Linked DNA regions of Gossypium hirsutum: regions 1 and 3 are each linked to region 2. A link is a contact called in public Hi-C data. All regions are on one chromosome and are shown on one strand. The core of a region is the stretch at or near the end of the contact, and the rest is flanking DNA. Distances in the headings are between cores, read along the strand shown. Region 1 holds the start of LOC107889745. Region 2 holds the start of LOC107889813. Region 3 holds the start of LOC107889821 (somatic embryogenesis receptor kinase 1).

Evidence for each region. Hi-C and Micro-C count contacts between places; a contact is called where the count stands out from the background.
Region 1: a contact with region 2 is called in a Hi-C map of leaf, with 2.0 times the contacts expected there. The contact joins the promoter of LOC107889745 here to the promoter of LOC107889813 in region 2. A contact is called at or near these places in 6 of 34 Hi-C or Micro-C datasets (hypocotyl, leaf and seedling).
Region 3: a contact with region 2 is called in a Hi-C map of leaf, with 2.0 times the contacts expected there. The contact joins the promoter of LOC107889821 here to the promoter of LOC107889813 in region 2. A contact is called at or near these places in 15 of 34 Hi-C or Micro-C datasets (anther, callus, hypocotyl and 2 more).

Annotation. Positions count from the first base shown.
Region 1 is chrD06:30,353,484-30,356,183 of Gossypium_hirsutum_v2.1, reverse strand. It overlaps LOC107889745, which reads right to left and starts at 1,421. Exons shown (of 20, transcript XM_016814338.2): 1 at 959-1,421; 2 at 673-717. The coding sequence starts at 1,288.
Region 2 is chrD06:30,187,798-30,190,497 of Gossypium_hirsutum_v2.1, reverse strand. LOC107889813 reads left to right here and starts at 1,252. Exons shown (of 2, transcript XM_016814372.2): 1 at 1,252-1,607; 2 at 1,695-2,003. The coding sequence starts at 1,385. The coding sequence ends at 1,849. LOC107889803 reads right to left here and starts at 824. Exons shown (of 3, transcript XM_041095469.1): 1 at 583-824.
Region 3 is chrD06:30,021,311-30,024,010 of Gossypium_hirsutum_v2.1, reverse strand. It overlaps LOC107889821 (somatic embryogenesis receptor kinase 1), which reads right to left and starts at 1,292. Exons shown (of 11, transcript NM_001326767.2): 1 at 779-1,292. The coding sequence starts at 872.

The DNA of each region.
Region 1 (2,700 bases), core at 172-2,671, 170 kb before region 2:
ATTCTCTTTAACAATTTTTTTCAGACAACTTTTCAAAGATACATTTAAGACAGACCCAGAAAGAATTTGAATTTGAGTAACAGTGCATCTTAATGGAAAAATGGGAAGTATAGCTGATCTGCAGAAAAATGAAATGACAGCATAAACCGCTCTAGTGGCTAAAACATGAATGATAAAGTAAACATCACATTAATATCTATATCATGATTTTCTAGAATTTTCAGGTGACATTTAAAGTGAACAAGCTTTTACTTCCTGCTGCCCCTGCTCCCTTTTTCCCTTTATCTCTATGATGATCGAATCATTTGTTCAGCTGCACTTTGCATTCTCTAAAACATTGTGAACCTTTTTCCACTATTTTCCACAAATATTTTAAACATTGACTGAATTTTCTGTACCATTTAACTTTTTTAAGTACCGATGAACTGGAATTTTGAGAAAAACAAAGCTACAAAAAAGCGCAATGTTCAGTAGAAAAAAATCATAACTTAACAGTAAAATTTAAATAGGGGACAGGTGAAAATGTAAAGATATCAGCCAAATGATGGTCGGTTTGATTATAAAGGGAATCAGTTAATAGATGAACTAACAGAAATTTAAATCTCCCCGAGCTTAACATGCAAGACAAACGCTTTATAACTGAATCTTATGCACAATACTGAAATAATATACCGGCCCAAGTTCCACCAGAATTTTTCGAAGCTCGGCAGCTCTAACCTGCAAATCAGAAACAGTAAAAATCAAAATTTCAAGAAAACTTCAAAATATGTAAGGCTTCCTTCGGCTGAAATTAAAATTTTGGAATAATAAAAAATTGAATTTTTAACTTTTGGGAGTAACAACACATAATTCTAATGGCGTAAAAATTTAGAAAACGGAGTCAAACAAATTCGACGTCAGCATCAATTTTCTCAGAAAGTGAGTCTACTTTAAACGTAAGGAGTAATTAAAGTTAAACCTTGAACATTTGATCGGATCGTTCCATAAGATTATCAATATATCGAACTCCGAACCATTTTCCAAAAGTAGTACCGACTTGAATAAGCCGACGCAACAAAATCAGGGGTTTTCTTCTATAAATAGCGGCGATTCGTGAAGGGCTGTAATCGAGTAAGGACTCAGCCTCAAAGGCACTGAGCTGGAAAAGGTAACCTGACTTCTTCGTGAAAGAATCAACTTCAAGTCCCGCAGCGGCGCGTATGATGGGGCGTGGTTTTGAACGGAAGCTAAGTTTTGGAGTGGCGGGAAAGGAGTGGATTGGAGAGGAAGGAAGAAGTAGTGGAGCCATTTACTCCTTTTTCGGTGTAACTGTTTCTGTTTAAACTTTTTTTCGGTTCTTTTTCATGAAAATATGAAAGAGTTAGAGAAATAGAAATGGTATGCGATGGACAAAATAGGAAAAAGAAAATGTGACAGAATAATAAATGCTGAGGTTAGAAAATTATGTGAAAAAGGAAAGAGGAGCAAGCGTACAGGCACCGTCCTTTTTTTTCGTCCTTTAATATTTTATCCATTTCCAAGGGATGCGTACCTGCCTCCTGCCAGAAAATAAAAAATTTAATTTTTTCCATATCTTAACATCGGGTAGGATCTAATTAGTGTACTTTATTCCTAAAGCACACCATATACATATAGAAAGTACAAATTTAGAATATAAATAAATATTTAAAATTAGTATATAATAATAAAATATATGAGTTGAAACTAATTAATAATAAGGTAAACTATTATAATAGTCACTTTTGTTTATTTTATGTTACATTTTAGTTTTAAAATATTATATTTTAGTCACTTACGTTATCGCATTATAACATTTTAGTCACTGAACCATTAATTTTCAGTAATAGTATAACGATAAACTGACGTGGCATGTTAAAACATCAGTTCAAACAAAATTTTTAGGTTAATTTATACAATCGATCTCATATTTTTTGGTTTTGAGTAATTTTTTTCTATTATATTCTTTTAACTTTTTTTCCATTCCCTTCTGCTTTTCCCTCTATTTCCCTTCATTACCTAATTCTTTTAACATAATTTTTTTATGTTTTTCATTTATTAAAATTAGAATCTATACTTTTATTTTTTTTGAACAATTTAATTTTTTCGAGTGAGGTGAGATTGTGGACTAGTTTTAACAAATGAAAAATATAGAAAAACTACGTTAAAAGAAATGAGGAAGGGAGGAAAACAGAGGGAGAAGTAGAAGAGAATGAAAAAAAAAGGAAAGTTAAAAGAACATAAAAAAAATTAAATTGCTCAAAATGAAATATATATATATGAACCAATTGTAGAATTTAACCTAAAATTTTTGTTTGAAATGATGATTTAACGTGTCACGTTAGCTTACTGTTACACCGTTAACGGCTCTGTGACTAAAATGTTACAATGCAATAACGTAAGTGACTAAAACGTAACATTTCAAACAAAAGTAACTAAAATGTAACATGAGGCAAACAAAAGTAACTATTTTGGTAATTTACCCTTAATAATAACACATTAAATATGTGCGATGTTAAAATGAAAATAAATTAGATTAAAATTGTTCATTATGGTGTTGTCATCAATCTTGAGTGTCGAGTTAACTTGTTACACCAACTCAACGAAATACATTAACATAGATACACAATTGATATACGTAATAAAGTGTGCATGATAAAAATTAAAATTAAAATATCAAAATAAAGTTTTAGCTAAGTGGTA
Region 2 (2,700 bases), core at 3-2,502:
AAAAAATACAACAATTTTTCGTGCATAAGAAAGAAAGTACGTTTCATTCATTCAAAAATAACAATAATTGTTAAATATTTGGAGATTCATTGCAAAATCCAACCGTCGAATGTGATTTTATGATCATTTATATAATTAATTTTCAGTATCGAAATATCAACAATAGATTGGAGAGCTTGAATTCGAGTAATTAGTAATGTTTCTTATCGTAAAGCTAAACCCTAGAAACAATTAAAAAGAACATCATCAAAACTTTTAAATACAAAAGATACAGAGAATTCAGCAACGATATGGAATTTGGATACGAAATTTGATTTAGTCTATATTTCTTCTATTTTTATCAACCAAAATAGTTTGGAAGAGTTACAAAGCGGTAAAGCAAAAGAGGCCCAAAGCAAAAGAGGCAGAGCAAAGCAGCAGTAGAGGCACAAAGCAGTAAAGCAAAAGAGACACAAAAGCCAGAATTTTCCCTCTTTTTTTTTTCTGTTGGAAGAGTTACTTACCTGCGGAAGAGGAACTAAAAAGCAACTAAAAACAAAGCATAATTAATAATTAAAGAGAAGAAGAAGAAAACAAACTCACCTGCGGAAGAGAAATAAAGAACAGGAAAGAGCTTTCACAGTGAAAATGTGAAAAAAATGGGCATAAAGCTTTCACAGTAGAGGAAAGAACGTTTTTTTTTTGGGGGGGGGGGAGAAGACAGGTTAATTTGGTCAATTATCAGCCAAAAGCACTTCAAGCTTTTTCGATGGTGAAATTTTTAGCTCTTCATTTGGAGAAAATGACGTTTTAGATGGTGAATTTTTTGAGAAAATGGAGGCCATTCTTCATTCCTTTTAAGAGAAAAGGACTTTTTATTGCAGAAGTCCTTCTAAAACGCAATGGAGAACGGGGCCTAAATCTATAACTTTACACCTAAAACAAGACTAATGACATAATTTAACCAAACAGATTTAACTGTTACCATCGGGTTAGGATTAAAATTTCAAAACTCAAAAAGGTAAGGACTAAAATTAATCAAATTAAAGTACATGTACTAAATCTACAATTTACACAAAGTATAGGGTCTAATAACAAAAATTGAACCTTTTGTACTATATAATTGGAACAGGTCATATTATTTTAGAGTAGGGCCTACATCAGGATTCATGAACTCTATTATTCTTTTGATTGGATAAATAATATATGAAACGGTGCGTTTCCGGAAACCGTATTTGTAATCGGGATAGGATAAAGGCAGCCCTACAACCAAACAAACCTGAACCGAGACTCGTACAAATAAATGCCAAAAACCCTAGACTCTGGAGTAATAGAAAGAAACAGAAACCCTAGCAATATTTTCTTCTTAACGTTTAAGAAGAACAAGGGAAAATCCTAAAAGAAAATGGCAAAGTCGATGAGATCGAAGAGAGAGAAGAGGCTGAGAGCCATAAGGAGGGAAATAGTGGAACCTTTCTATCAGAAGAAAGATGAAGCTAAGATGGTTGCCATAGAGGCTGCCCTGGCTGCCCCTAAGCTGCCCGCCTCTTCCCCACCCTCTGGTTCTATGCAGCTCGAAGAACAAGTTACCGCACCCAGTTCCGCAACAACCAATCTGAACTCCATGGGTATATATATACATATGATTCAATTTCAGATTTTCTTTTTCCCTTCTGTTTATATATGTAATTCATTCGTTTTCTGCCATTGGACAGAGGTGGAGATGGCTGACTGTGATGAAAACAAGACCAAGGCCTCCTTGAGAGCTATTGGTAGAATAGGAAAGATGTCCAAAAAGAAATTGAAGATCGCCAAAAAGAAGCGCCGCGCCGGTGGTAAGGGAAAGATCAGGGGGAAGCGTAATCTTTGATTCTTAACTCTCTACTCCCAAATTTTTCTTGCCTTTTTATCCTTTTTATGTTGTAATACTATTATCGTCGAGTTTGTCTAGTTGAACGAGATAACACTGAGTTGTTACGCTTTTCTTTTCTTTTTTATTTGAAATATTAATTAGTAATGCTGTAGCTTAGGTGCTAATTTTACTAGTATCTAATTAAATGATAAAAACCAGTGAGCTAAATTCTTAAATAATGCTAAATATTGTTAAGAATTCAAAGGTTGCTTTTACTTCCCTTAATGGGATTATTCTAATTCAGTGTTCTTACTTTATTAGTTCCTTTTGGTGTGGAATTATATATGTTTTACTAAGGTTCTATTGAAATTAAGCTTGTTTGCTAATTGAAAACTTCAAAAAAATGGAAGAAAAAAAAGTAGAAGGAAAATAAAAGCATTGAGTAGAAGTAATTGATTAAAAGAAAATTGAAAGAGGGGTTGTCTATAATGTGGGAATAAAACTAAATTGCTTTGTTTAAGCATCTATAGGGCGGAACTAAGATGGTCTGTATGAGGACCTGTAAGGTTAGCATGCATATGAGAGTAAGTTAAAGATGATAACAACTGGTTTTTACTGGCAACCCTTGAAAAATGAAGAAATGACTTTCTATTGGTAAAGAGTAAAACTGTAAACTCTAGGAGATGACTTTCTATATTCTTTGTTCTTCCATAAGAAACCATGAGTTTTTAGAGATAATGGGTTGAATATCTATCATTTTGTTTGGTACCATTACTCATCCAAACATGGATGCTTTGATTAGGTTTGTCTTGTGTTACTATTTCTCAGTGATGCCATGCATTGTATTCAAGCTTTTTTTCCCCCTGAAT
Region 3 (2,700 bases), core at 43-2,542, 170 kb after region 2:
AAGCATATTCATCAACACTCACAAAGCATTAGAACGTCTATCAACAAGCAGAAAGCAGTTACTTGAAGAAGCTTAAACAGTTTGAAACAGTACTATCATACTTCAACAGTTACAGCAACAAAATCTTCTAAATTTTGCAGTTCTGGAAGTCAAATGTAAATATAACATACATTGAACCAGTAGTTAACCAACAAAAAAGAAGCAATACAAAATTCTTTAATATTAAACAGCGCGAGTTTAATGACCTCATGAGCATAATAGATCTGCTATCAAACCAGCAAGGGATGTGAAAAACAATTTCAATTGTGCGATGAAGCCATGACTTCTACAGTATCACCAACATTTAATGTCTAAAGTACGCAACTACTGTGAACAATAAAATGTCACAATCTGAAATTATTACAAAGCCATTCTAGAAAAAGCATTTTTCTGAGACATGTTCTAAGATACCCAATATAACAAAAGTCACAAATTGTACAACCATATTGCATAATACTAACATTTGATTGACAACAAGGATCAGAATCCGTACAATCAAATTAAACACTTCTAAAGTAATCTCCCAAAAGCAGAACACACAAAAAATGAAACTTCCAACCATCAGGAAAACAAGTATAAAGCACACACATTTTCAAACTCAAAACCAAATTATAAGAAGAAATATCAAAAGCCCCATTCAGCGAAGTTACAAATATCAGGGATCAAACTCCAAAAATAATTGAATGCAAATAACAAAAAGGAGTTGCCGGTAGAGAAAAAAAAAGTAAGACATGTTCACCTTCCACATTAGCAGAAATAAGCCAGAATGGATGCAGTAGCACCGAGATCAAACAAACCAAAACCAAAGATTTAACCTTTTTGCTTCCTTCCATTTGACAAAAGAAAGGGGAAACTAAAAGCTGCAACTTTTTAATTTAAATTTTTTTAAGCTCTCAATCTAAATATCCTTAGATCCAAACAATACAGAAACCCCAACAGCACAACATTACAGCAAAAAACCAAAAAACCAAAAACCCTAGCTCTCAAATCCCACCATTACCGCCCAAAAATCTCCTCAATCAAATCCTTCCCTTTGATCCCACTCCCCTCCATTCAAAAGCACGCCCAAAAAAGGCAGCCAACAAAAACATATATACAAAGAAAAAGAACAGAAAAAAACCAAGCCAAAAATTACTCTTTTTTTAAACCCTTTCTTTTAGCAAGTTTTAAAAAACAAAATAAAAAAGAAATGAACTTTCCTTTTTGCGTTTCTCAAAACTTTCTCTTTGTAAGTCAAGTGATGGAGTGATTTTGAGAGAGAAAGGGAAAAATAATTTTTATTTTATCTTTTTTTTTTCCTTAGAGAAATGAGAGCGAAGCGTGCAGTAAAAGAGGTGACCGAACGTGCTGACCGTTGCCCGAACGCAGTCAAAACGGGTTCGCGCTATATAATGGAAAGTGACATAAATAAGGCTTTGAGGGTACCTTTGGGATTTCATTTCCGTTTTCGGTCAAAATGTTGGACCGTGGATCCCCCACTGCGCATCTCTTTTAATTGAAAATCTTTTGTGCTATAATTATTGAAAGTAATATGATGAGAGTTCCGTTTATACACTTCTAAATTTAAAGTTAGTATACGGCTTTCTTTTACTTATTTTAATTCTTTTAAGGGTAAATCTTAAATTTATAATTTGATATATGAATTTTGATTTGTTACGATTATACACATGTAATTTGAATTATTTGTATATTAAACTTTATTTTTGATTTAATTTTACTCATTTTAATTAATATATATTTATTTTCATATCAGATTAATATAACTAATTGTGTATACAATACATCAATGTAAAATTGTGCTAATTCGATGATGTTAGTAATTTGAGAAAATTGAATCAAATCAAATTTTCATGTATAAAATTGCACAAAATCAAAGTTCATTTATAACATTACACATTAAATTAAAATTCATGTATAATTTTAATATTTATCTATTTTTTTATTATATCTTAAATCTATCCATTCCAAATTAGTTCTATCTAATAAATTACATCATATTTAAATATTGATTCCATGTAATAAATTTGAGAAACTTTAACATTAATACTTTAAATTTGATATTTATTAAATAAATGAATTTTTTTAAAATATTTGTTGAATTATAAATGAGATTTTGGTATAGTTGATAAAGACTAAAGTCTTACGACATATCTTAAGTTCAACTCACTTTTACATAAAACTTTTACATAAAACATGTGATGTTTGTCTCTAAATTTTTTTAGACTTAAGACTCACCATATATGAGTCGCTTCTTATATTAGTTCAATTATGCCTTACAATGCTATTTGTAGTTGTTTTGGAGTAATTTTAAACTTCAAAATATTAAGAAAAATGTATTTAAACCCTGAAGTTTCATTTAAAAAATTCACTTATTTATTAAATAAAAGGATAATTTTATCATTTATTAGTTATTGTTGTTATCTTCAATCTTTATATTCAATATTTTTAATTAAAATAATAAAAAATAATTATAATTATATTATATATTAAATATAATGCATTGTTTTTTTTTTAAAAAACCCAAATGAGCGATTCCATTCAACTCAATCAAATAACGTCTACCATAACAAAGTCATGAAGTTCGTGGAGTAATCCACACAAAATCAAACCTCATTAGCGTCATTTAAAACCATGCAGCATAGCAAGTCGGCAACTTTATTG